Linked DNA regions of Oryzias latipes: region 1 is linked to region 2. A link is a contact called in public Hi-C data. All regions are on one chromosome and are shown on one strand. The core of a region is the stretch at or near the end of the contact, and the rest is flanking DNA. Distances in the headings are between cores, read along the strand shown.

Region 1 (6,209 bases), core at 1,783-4,282, 44 kb after region 2:
TTTTCTTAATTAGAGTTAAATTTTAATTAACTTATATTTTTTATACAAAGAAAAACAATGTTGGCCTTTTTTCTTTTTTGTACAAAGTAAACATAAAAGATAAATTAAACAGTCTAGACATGTTACTGTTACCCAGAATAACTGAGGAATGTCTCAACTGTAAATGTAAGAGCCGTAGCCCAAATGACTTTTATTAAATATGTCTCTAAAAAAATAAAAAAAGGTGTCTGTGTTTTAAATGTTGTGCTTGAAAATTCACGTTAGTATTGGTTGCATCTCAAGAACAACTAAAACAAATTCCCATTTCAACTCTTAATTGTTCTAACAGTTCAAAGTAACATGTTTTCTTGATTATAGGTGTTTCATCCCACTGCCTTTAGCTCACATCACTGCACAGGTTTGGCGTATCAATAGTAATTTCATGAAAAAAATTCCTTTTCATAGTACGAGCAAAGCAGTTTTCCTTAGCCCATCCCATTTATTCTTAGTAAGTTCAAAGACCCACTCCGATCATTTTATTATCTATTTTTTGAAGCATCTGCAATGTTTTTTTTATTATTATTATGTTGTTGTTTTTAGTCTAAATCCGAAAACCTATCTTGTTTTCTAGGACATAGTTTTTGCAGAGCAGCAGGAGTTTATTAAAAACTCACCTCTGAGTTGTGGGCGGGACCAATAGCCCAGAAAAACCCCGCCTCCTCCCCATTGCTGGGAGTTGGATGTGTATGCACTCTTTTGCTAGCTTACAGCCCCTCATTTACATTTTACTGCAACAATTTAATTAAATAAATGTCAACACTACATGACCAGTGCAACAAAAATGGCGAGCAATATTAGAGCTATCTAGCCGTACAGTTCAAAACCAGATTCCAGCTCAGACGAGGAAAACAAAGAGGTCCATGGATCTATTTGTCTGCAAGTGGATGCATCAGAATGGAGCAGAGCAGGGAGCTCGTGGCCCACCCAGCGTATTTTGTCCAGCACCAACACTATGTTTTCCATGCAGTATTTTTTTTATCTGCTCCTGATTTACAACAATTTCAATAAAGGAATACTCAGAAATGCTATTTTGAGCTTAAATTTCTTTATATACGTCACAAGAACATGTTAGAGTGGATCTGGTGATGGACTGTATTTAAAAAGGATTTTTGATTCCTTCTGAGTCACTGGTTTCTGTTGTGAGTCTGTTGAATCATGGCATCATTTTCCTTTGCTCCAGGTAAGGAAAAAGCATTTACTGCAGGTAAACCAGTCAACAGCTACTTTTTAATTTAATTTATTTTATTTTGATCATACTAACTAGTGAGTGTTTTTTCTTAGGAATATTTAGCTTTTAGGTCCCTAAAACTTTGACTTTTGCATTTAAAATGTAGTAATACTTCTAAACTTGGCTAAACTCGAACAACACACTTTAATGTTTGGTTCCCGTTTCTTAAAAGTTATTTCTATAGTTGTTTAATAGTTCTTCTTCAAACATGTATTATTCTGCTGCTTTAGGTTTTAATGATCTAAAAAGATTTAAACATCTCTTAGGAGCTTCAGCAAAAATCCTCACTTATAGCGACTATTTTGGGGGACATGTGTTTTTATTTATGTTCTGTTTAGGAACAAAATGTCGAGCAGCTAGAAAAGACAAACTAAAGTTTGATTTAACGCTTGTGTTTCAAGCATTTTATCTAAACATGCAGAATGTGAGTGATGATTTGCTTGGGACTGCTGAAGAAAACATGCATGGAGCTGTTTTGTTCTGTTAACCTGTTGCAGTTGCAGCGCCTCTGGTGTCACGAGGCTGCAGACCTCCTGCAGAGGATACTGGATGCAGCTGCTGAGGCATTTGGATTCCATTTAGATCCAGGCTCTCTGTTTTTCTAAAAATGTTCCGTAAAATGGATTTTAGTCTTCATAATAAAATCTATAGATCCTAAATTTTGACGTTTTAAATTAATTGTCATCTTACGCACTGTTATCATTGGCAAAATGTGGTCCATGTAAGTGTACAGCAAGTATTGGTCTACACTAAAAGTGAGCCAGTTTACATTTTATTTAGTATTGTAAATGTTCCAATTTAGTCTGAAAAAGTATTCAGTTACCGTAGTTTATCCAACTGGTACATGGTCTATACTTTAGATCTACTTGCTTTATACCTATACTCAAGTATACTTTAAGAAAAACTTTAAGTGAGGTACTTTTTCAAGTGTAGTACCATTTTATGCATAGCCTATATTGCATCAAACGATCCTGGAGACTATAAATATAACATTTTATTGTGTTGTTTCAGTAAACTATGAAACTTCACTGGTTTTCTGCTCGTTTTCCCCCATTTGTGGGGTAAGAAATATAGATTCAAGGCAATTTACTGATGCATCACTATTTTCTTTCACTATTTTCACCCATAAAAACCCATGGTGACATCAGTGTAACAGAAAAAATATCAGAATTTTTTTTGCTGGTCCATTTTGTATGTGGTATATTCTACAATATTTACTATTTCAGGGAAAAATTGGTTACTGTTAGCTAGCCCCTCTTAAGTACTTGCTGTCATCATGTTTGATTTGTTTGAACAGACTTTTCAATAAAGCTAAATGTTTTGTTGTTGTTTTTTCTCTTAAAACTCCATGCGCTGTCTGCGGCTGCGCACATTTGTCTATTTTCAACATTTCCTCGTGTTGCCTTTGGGAAACCTGGAATTTATCAACGTCGTTCGAATTCCTCCATCGACTACTGACGCGACTTCGCCGCAAAAAATGTTTAAACTCTTTTCATTTAGTATTTTCGTAAAACCATATGTTTTTATAAAATCCATCAACAGTTATGAGCACCCATAAATATTTTTAGCTAACACGAATTTTCAGACAACGTAAAACTCTTAAAATGAATACATAAAAAAATGTAGCGCTTATCTAAATTTTAACCCCTTTACTGCGCAGATATTTGTATGTTTATGGCAAAGAGCTGCTGTCACACAAGGCACAGCCGTTATTTGGTTTGGAACCTAAACTGTCATTTGTACGATCATTACCGTGACAGTGAACGCAACACAGGCTTGTCTCCTTGGCAACCTGGAAACGCTCGAACTGACGTCCCAAGGATTTGATTCTGTTAAATCTCAGCGAGTTAGCAGGTAAAACGTCACTTTTCTGAATATTTAGCAACAAAATTTGCAAATGCAAATATTTTGTGTTAAAGTTATGTTTAAAAAAAAAAGGGTCAAAATTGTCTTTTGATTTAGTTTTGCGATATTTGCAATATTTGTGCTACAGAAACAGATTTTAAGAAGCCAAATAAAGATGTTTTGTTAAAACAACACTGCAGTGTGTTTTCACAGCCATGTCCAGCAGCTGCAGGCAGAAGCAGGGTTTCCACAGACGGCTCCAAGCTGCAGGATCCACTCAGAAGGCTGATCTCCTGACCTGCCCCACGGGTCACCCAGGGCCCGGCAGCCCGAGCCAGAGCCAACCCCCCAAAGGGACGAAGCCTTATAGTGAGAGGACGACCCAGGGACGGGAAGACACTCCAAACTCCCAGAAATGGAAAAAGACACAGACCCTAACCTGCGAGAAGAAGAAGGAAGTAAAAAAGCAGGCTTCCAACTCTACTATAGTGGATTCGGAGGTTTTGAGGTCAAGGAAAAACGAGGCCAAATTTACGTCACCGCATTCACGCACTACAGAAAACACACATCCAGGTAAGAATGGCAGCTCAGCCTCATTTTCAGGCCTTCAGGAAGAAGCCTCCTCTTCATCCAAACAACCCAAACAGTCCTCCATCCAGGAAGGCCTGAGCTCTGAAGCCTTTGACAGGCGACCTCTGGCCCAGCAGAACATCTGGGCGGGCGGAAAGCTTCATGAGAGCAAACTGATTAAGGTCAGGGATGGTCACACCGTCTATGAATGACATGCTCGCTCTGGCTCCTTTTATGACTCTCTGATTCTCTTCCATACAAAGAAACTGAAGTCTGTGCAGAGCTGGCCCAGCAGAGACCGCCTCTCCGTGTGCGGTGACGTCTTTGATGATGTATGTGAAGGCTTGCCATTATTTGGACGCATCCTGAGGGAAATTAAGGTTTTTCCATTTCCTCTCTACCCACTAGCACATTTTTAGCATGGGCCGTCGAAAGTTAGAGCCGAGAGAGAGAGTAGGTCCCTGGTGTAGGAGTGCAAGTAGAGCAACCACGGGAACCTGGCCGGCGTGCATCAGGGAGCGTGACTTTAGGGGGGGGCAGCCACTCCACCATCGCGCACGCTCGTAAAATGATGTCCTGTGAGCTCGATTCCTTCCACATGAGAGCAAACCTACTCAGAATGTTTAGGATATTTATTCACCTTCATTTGTTGGAGTGAGTGGACCGTTATGTCTTTTTATGGGAACTGCAGAAACAAATATTTGCATAAGAGAATTAAAAAGAACCCTGCAAAAATCCCCAAATCTCCACAAAACCACTAGTTTTTAGTTCAAATATCTTGATATAAGACAAAAATAACCTCATAGTAACTCGAAAAATCCATTTTAGGAAAATAAATAGACTCTTGTTTCAGAAAATTCTGTCCTTTTTTGTCTTGCAAAAAAAATCTTATCAAAAATCAAAAAGCATCTTAATATAAGAAAGCATGTCCTAGAATTTTTTTAGATTAAATTAAGGATTCTAGGTAAAACTATTCAACTCCTCTCCAGCAATTTTTGCTTTTTTTTTTTAAAGAAAAATGATCAAATTTGAAGAATTTTTGACGTATTTCTAGGAGCCTGTTTTTGCTGATTTGTTGAAGAGCAATTAATGTTGAATATCTTGCTGGGTTGTTTTTACACAGTATTTTAAAGCAGAAGTTTTATTTTTGAACGGAGATGGGTTTTGTTTCAACAAACAGATTTGCTTTATTTTAAAAAACTGGAAACTTTTGTTTTGACTTGTAATTTACATTCAATTTTTTTGACAGATGTAGCTTAAATGTGTCATTCTATTCTTATTTCTAAATGATTCAGGGCTAAAAATGACTGCTCTAGTGCTTAAAATAGGATATTTGGGGGTTATGAGTGTAAATAAACGTAATGTAAATTTATTTTTACAAATTTGAGCAATACACATATTTTAGATCAATTTAATTCTGTTTACCAGAGCAAAAATACCTTAATATGATTATTTATGTGGCTAATTTCAAGGTTTATATTGGTTTAAAAAGAGCACACTGCAAAAACTGAATCTTTAGAAAGTTTTAACAATTTCAACATATTTATTTCTGTCCTGCAAGAAAAAAACCCTATCAAGAATGTTTTTTATGAACAAGAATAATCTACCCACTTGCAGAAGTTTTTGCATCTTTTCTAAGAGAATTTTTTTAAAATTTCAACAATTTTTTGACTTATTTAGGGGCTTGTTTTTGCAGAGTAATGATTTATTTTACGACAATAAATCTTAAATATCTTGATGAATCATTTGATCTTGAAACCTCTTATATTTTGCAATATTTCTAATGAAACACAATTTTACTTTACATTTAAGTGGAAGTGGAAGAATTCTAGTCTTATTTTGGGATGATTGTGGTAGAGAAATTAGGAGATTTGAACAGTTGTAGCTCCTATCCTCCTAGGATATTTTGGAGGGATAAATGTACAACTTTATATACTTTAAAGACATAAAGCTCTTTATTTGTGCAACACACGCTAATTTCAATGCATAATATTTTTAATTAATACCTTAATATGTCTATTCTAGGCTAACTTCAAGATTTAATTTTGTTTTAAAGGCAACTAATTTCACTTGAAAAATATTATGTCTTAAAATTAGCATTGCTCAAAAAAATAGTTTTATACCCAAATATTAAGAGATGCAACATCCCGTCATCTTAAAGTAAGATCAGAATTACACATTTAAAGATAAAATTGTCACAAATATCATCATTTACAATAAAACGTCTGCCTAAAAATATTATGTAAAACTTAAAAAAACACTTGTTTCGTCAGACATGTTTGGTCAAGACGTTTTCAAGATCAAATCACTTAACAAGACAAATGTTACTGTAATGGGAAGTTGGTTTGTCTTATGATAAGATATTTAAACTAAAAATGATATTTAAAAAGTCCCAGTGTGATTTTGTTGGTTTCTTTTTGGGATGCTTTAGCAGAAAGTACTACAACTGAAGTTTATTTTATGAAGTATACTTGAGTACAAGTATATCAAATCTACTAAAATCCTTGTACATGTAGCGTAGGAAGTA
Region 2 (6,204 bases), core at 626-3,125:
GTGAATCACTGAGCGGCTAAATAGTGAAGAGCAAACAGGGAAATTAAACTTGTGTACATAAAAAATTTATTTGTTTGCTCAAATCAAGTTGTCACTCATTTGAAATTAGTTTTCACTTAAACTATCATTTCCGTGTTCAAATAGTACTGTGTGCTCAAAATCCCCCACAGGGTATTAACGCTCATAAATTCAGATTTGACAGAGCAGGAAGTGAAGAAATTGTTTATTTCCAACTGTCAGGAGGTTTGTTTGGGTAAAAGTGTGACTTTTGACCAAAAGAAACCTGTCAAAAATGAGGTACTTTAGTTTGAAATGTTGCTAAAATAGGTAAATAAAAGACAAAAAAGGGTCATTTTTACCGAAAGTTATGACAATTTTTTCTAACAAAACAAAAAAAATTAACTAAAGAAATAAGAATTACAAAAACAAACAAATGAACAAACCCAACATATCACATAAAGAAACACATTCCAAAATAAAAAAGATGGCAAAGGAAATGTAAGGATGGACGGACCGACAAATGGACAGACAAATGCAGACCGATAAATGCAGTTTCAACAGGGACCAAGCCAGTGTCCTGCTTGTGCTGGACCGATATAGACATGGGAAAGGGTTGCATACCCCTCCCCAAACGCGATGGTCTGCAAAAAACAAAAACAAAACAAAAAGAAGCATAAAAAAAAATAAAAAAGAAGCAAACTAACAAAAAATAAGAAGCTACGAAATTTGAACATAAAATAAAAGACAGGAAGAGCAACAAGGCCGGATATAGACATGGTCAGGTTGGGGGCAATGCCCCCCTAAATGCGATGAATCACAAAAGACAACATAATGCACAAATAAAATAAAAATAAAAGACCAAAATAACGTAAGGATGGACAAATGGACAGACATAAACAGGAAAAATAAATAAATAAATGCAGCCTCAGCAGGGACCAAGCCAGTGTCCTGCTTGTGCTGGTCCCAAGCCGGGTAAACGCAGAGGGTAGTGTCAGGAAGAGCATTCAACATCAAACTTATAAAACAGATCAAAGGGGAGAACAGATATAGATGAACTTGTTTGGTGATAGCAGGTTTTCTGCGCATTTAGGGGCTCAGGGAGATAAGTCACCCCAAAATCTAAGCACACCCTGATATTGCACCTTTACCGCATGGTGGGGCTGGGTAAATCCAGGTATCAAGTGTCAGATTCACAACAGTCATATGGCTGATTAGACATAGGCTACAAATTCATATCTAACTGCATTTATAAAAAGTGGTTCTCATGCTATAGCGTTTTAATGGTTTCAGAAGGTTTGTAGAATTCCTATTAAGAGACAACAATGACATGACTCTTTTTCTCTGATGAAGCCTCTTGTGAAAAAATAAAAATAAAATGCGTTTCATAACTTTAAGCGAAAACAAAGATGTCATGTTTTCTCTTGAGGGCGTCTGAGGGGGAAACAAGCCTTTTCCTGTGGGTCTGTACAGTCTGACAGCGCTTAGTCAAAATGGCAATAATGAGGGTTGCAGGGGGGCAGGTAATGGTGTGCCGCGATATGTTATTTCCATGAGCTTAAATTATGCACCCATCTCACATTTGTCCTAATGGATCACGGTGCAGTGACGTCCATTGACGTCACGAATCAGATGAGCTGCACTGCGGCCGCATGCAAATCCGAACATGGCAGGGCTTTGTGCAAATAAGGACCTGCTTTTTTACTATGGCATTTTCCATTTAAGTAAACAGAGGCAGTTATATGCTCTTTGGTTGTTGAACTAGTTGCAAGCCAAGCTGTGAAGATGTGCATAGCTCCCTCAGCCCCCCAGGGACCCTGTATTTTCATGGGCCTGCTTCTGACGTCAATGCTCCGGCTGTCCTGTGGATTGTCAGAACAGACTATTCAGTTGGGGGAGGGGACTGGAAGTCTCTGTAGTGTGTGTGTGCGTCTGCTGCATTTGATGCGTGTAGATGTGCTCCTGTGTGCCGTTGCATGTGATCTGTAAATGGTTCACTTGCATCCATGTGTGCACCAAAAAAAAAAAAAAAAGCTGGTACAATGGCTTGAATCTGAGATGTGCTTCAGTGGATGAGGTCTTCTCACGTGGAGGGGAAGGCTGCAACTGCAGCCCTCGTGTCGGGCGACGCTCGGTGCACATATCCGAAAGTGTTTGCAAAAAGCAGCCGAGAGGAGAGAACAGTCAAGCTTGGCTGCGGACCGCTCACCCGTCGGTCAGCTGTTGATCTCCAGCTCTTTCACCCAGCGGCCGCAGGAGCCTCACATGTTTGACAGACCCATCCCTCCTTAAGTGAGACTTCAACCCAAAGGTTCAGCCTTTCTGGGCTGTGTTTGTATCCATCGACAAACGGATCTGGGAATTGACGAAGAAAAGAGGCCAGTTCATTGAGACCAAAATAATTTTGTTTTAGCGTTTTTTTTTCTCAATGTTAAAAACAAGGCTAGAAATACGTCAGAAATTTCTAAAATTGGAAAATTTTCTTGAAATAAGCAGCAACAAAAAGGCCAATGGGGAAAGAAAAATAATCTTACCAAAAATTAATGGAAAAAAAATACTACTCACTATAACATGTTTTCTTAAACTAAAATTATGCTTTCTTGATAAGATTAGTTTTCTTGCAAGACAAAAATTAAGAGAACTTTTCTTTTCTCTTGGAATTTCTTAAGATTCAGTTTTTGCAGTAGCTCTTTTCACCGTGCGAAAGTCAAAAAATAGGGCAAAAGTTTACAAATCTTGGGAAGAAAACCACAAAAAATAGTAAATTATCAGTCCGTGCAGCAAGTCATTTTAATTATCAAGTAATCAGATATCAAAGGAGTTACACACAAGCATTCAAGTAAGCATTTGCTAGTTGGGAACAAATGGTTTGTACTTTTTTGAGTTTTTATGAACAGTAACACAAAAAAATAGTGTAATAAGTGGAAATGACTCATTTTAGAACGAACGTGAACAAAACGAGAATCTTATTTGGACAGTGCTGATTTTGAGAAGAGTTTGGAAAGGTCTTAAGCAAGGAAAAGTTAAAACAACTGAAAACCTGCTCAAATATCCTTCATGTCTAAAAACAAAGTTTAAAATCTTTGCAAATAGTCTGCAATAAAGTGAACATGAGAAAGCTTCGGCGGCAAAGCCCTCCTCTTCATCATGCATTTGATGAAATCTAGAAACCTTTTTCAGTTCGTTTCTATTATTTAACACTGAGAGAAACGGTTTCCTTAATGAAACATTTACCATGAAAAACATGAGGAAATAACAAAGATGCACAGTTTGGAAGATCGTGGAAAAGCTCCAAATTGAGATAAAAATAATATTTAGACATCATGTTTAAACAATATGTACATATATATTCCATTACGGAAAAAATCAAAACTGGATGGAGCCACTTACATCTTATAATGATTTCATAGTAAAAAATAGTAAATAAAACTAATACAGCCAGTAAAATAATTTAGGATTATGACACCATGACTATATATTTATTAGCTAAAATGATTGGGTTAGACTGAAACAGGTTTACTTTATTATAATGGAAGCTGTGTCACCATCAACAGTTGGCATTTTCAGGACAGTTGTCTTTATTTTTGTGTGGATTTTTTGTCGACTTTGCATCTGCTGTGTTCACTTTAGAATAGTCTCTTTTTTGTCCTGCATTTCAAATATTCTGGTGTTTGGTTTGAACTTTTCTGCTCTTTCTGCTTGTTCTCAAATTGCTTTTGAACAAGCAAAATTTTTCCACCAGATGTTAAAATCGGCATCATGTCCTGTTTGCACCTATTTTCTTTTAAAAGCATTCTCTTCTGTGTGTTTTTTTAAAGCTGAGAATCAGTTTGGCAAGATTGTTTTATTTAATTTCTATTTTTTGTTAAACTTGCAATAATTTATTAAGACATCAAATGACAGCATAACAATTAAGTTCTCCCTTCGTTCAGGAGCAAAATAATCTGTGAAATGTAGGAAATGTCACAGACAACAATCTATGAAGGCTACTTATCAGGGACAAACTAATATTCAGGGGCAATGCAATTATTTTGTTCACTTTTGTGAGATTACTGAGCAAAATGCATGTTTGTCAGTCATCAAAGCAGTGTTGTTTACCTGCTTTGTGTCCTCAAGGGATCTGTCAGTCAATTTGGATCAGTGCTGATCCCAATAAAGCAGCAGATTTCTGCAGAAACGGAGGAGGCTGTGCTCAGTTTGTTTCACTCGTCTTGTCTTTTTTAAACAGTTGAACGATTTGGCAGCAAAAAGGCGACAAAAGGCTCGGGGAAAACGGAGTGGAGGGAAGCTTTGTCCGAGCTGCGGCGCCTCGAAAAGGATAAACTTTCAGAGATTGAAACCAAACAGTTTTGCCCAAAACAAGTTCTTCCATAAACTCAGTCACCTTTGCAGAAAATGCAACAATACCATTAGAAATATGAGATTTTTACTTCTGGTCTTAAGATGATTTGTAAAATCTGGTATTGCGATGGACAAAAACAAGTTATTCTTCTGTTCCTTTCATACTTTATGTCATTTTAGACTAGAGATTCAAACTTAAAGACTTACTGCTAAATAATTATTTCATCTTTTTTGTTTAATTAAGCTGTCTTTTATGCTAATGTGCTACTGAAGAGCTGATAGGACAAATCATACAATTTCTTCCATTAAAACTATGTAAAAGAAACTTTTATTTTCCCCTTTGGCCTTTTAACTTGATCAAATCGATTTGCAAGATCGTATTAAATATTTCCCTGTTTTCCCTACATTTACTGACCTTTCTGCTCTGTCTGATAGAGCAACACGATGCGGTGCGTGACCCCTGGAAGTGCCAGCTCCTCACGAGTATTGGAATGTCAGTAATTGATAGTTAGTCACACTTGCTGACGTAGAACGCCACAACTCCCACACCTCTCTGTCTCGATATGATCAGTATGTGATGCTGCAGCTGCGAGGCAGTCGCTTTATGCTGTATCATGTTGCAGTCGAAGCCTTTCAGCCGCTCCGAGCGCAGACGGTACAGGCGCACATCTGCAGAGGGACACCAGGAAGGAAGCCCAGTTTCTTCCAGTTTGGAGCTTTTATTCTTATCCGAATCTACTGCTCAATGTAAATAATCCAGATGAACAATAGAATATTATGAATAATTTGCTCATTGTGTCAGGATTGTTTTAGCTGGCTCTTCTGAATAAAATATGGGTTCTTGTGTGTCTTCAGTAGATTAAGTCGTTGCTGGTTTTGAAAGTCAAAAATGTCCTTTAAAACACCAAAGAAAATGAAAAAAATTAAACTTACAATCATGTGGTTAACCTAGATTAATAAAATGATATTTATGCAACTATGTCATGTTAGATGTTTTATATTTATTGTTGGTTCCTAATTTTACACAAAGATGTTTATCATTTGTGCCTAATATTATTTAAAAAAACAGCCTGTAGGTTAGTTTTGATTGTTTTAAAGTATGTCACCTATAAAGCTGAGCTGAGTTTTGCAAAAACTGCGTGATTTGTGTGACCGTGGAGGTCGTGGTTTTCCCTCCGTGACCGCTGGAAACGTGGACAGCGCTGGGCATGAAGCTGGTCCCCCTTTTTAGCAGCCAAATTCAGAAACAGGAACAGCAGCTCTCACACGTCAAAAGGGAGCTGGCCAGACGCGTCAAGCGCAGTCGCAGAAAGAAATACCGGAAATGAAAGTCCGCAACATTTCAGATGAAAGTTTTGCTGTTTAGGAAAAAATACTTTTTTATGAGACTATACGAAACATGTGTAGGTTTGTTGCCGTTTTTATAAATTAAACTTTAGTACTGTTCTTAATTTTAATTTGATATTAGATTAAGCGTATTTTGTAAGTGGGTTGTACCACACGTGTGTTTTTATTTTGAAAAGTTACCAGTAGCGCTACATTGGAGTTGATGCGCTCCCCGCCCTCCGTGTGTGTATGCGTGCGTGAGCGTGCGTCACCGTGCGTGGATGCCTCTATTCTGCTCTGCTCCTCCGTCTGCTCTCCGCTCAGTCTGCTGCTGCACTTCCAGAGCGGAGCCACCACGCCGGGGAGGCGGACCGACTGAAGCTAACCTCGGCCAGCGGTGCTGGGTCATAGCGCTGGTGGAGGAGGGGGGGACCCGGCGGCGCAGCGCTCTCCCTGCCACCAGCCTGCAGAAACCACCACACTAGCCCGTCCTAGTTTTGCTTTTTATTATTATTATTTTTTAATTCTAATTATTTTTTG

What was found. A called contact is a pair of places that touch in the nucleus more often than the background predicts.
Region 1: a contact with region 2 is called in a Hi-C map of embryo, with 2.1 times the contacts expected there. The contact joins the promoter of c15h6orf118 here to the enhancer-like site in region 2. A contact is called at or near these places in 3 of 5 Hi-C or Micro-C datasets (embryo and fibroblasts).

What each region holds. Positions count from the first base shown.
Region 1 is chr15:26,473,352-26,479,560 of ASM223467v1, forward strand. c15h6orf118 reads left to right here and starts at 3,033. Exons shown (of 11, transcript XM_020709715.2): 1 at 3,033-3,121; 2 at 3,313-3,864; 3 at 3,946-4,062. The coding sequence starts at 3,328. It overlaps pde10a (cAMP and cAMP-inhibited cGMP 3',5'-cyclic phosphodiesterase 10A), which reads left to right. Exons shown (of 22, transcript XM_023963192.1): 22 at 1-222.
Region 2 is chr15:26,430,451-26,436,654 of ASM223467v1, forward strand. The region is part of intron 1 of pde10a (cAMP and cAMP-inhibited cGMP 3',5'-cyclic phosphodiesterase 10A); the gene reads left to right. Among protein-coding and RNA genes, the nearest start is that of pde10a, 16 kb to the left of the region's middle. Within about 2 kb of position 1,876, at least 4 of the 8 cell types and tissues checked have an H3K27ac peak or open chromatin away from gene starts, as enhancers often do. A contact at or near this core is called in embryo, where this site is marked.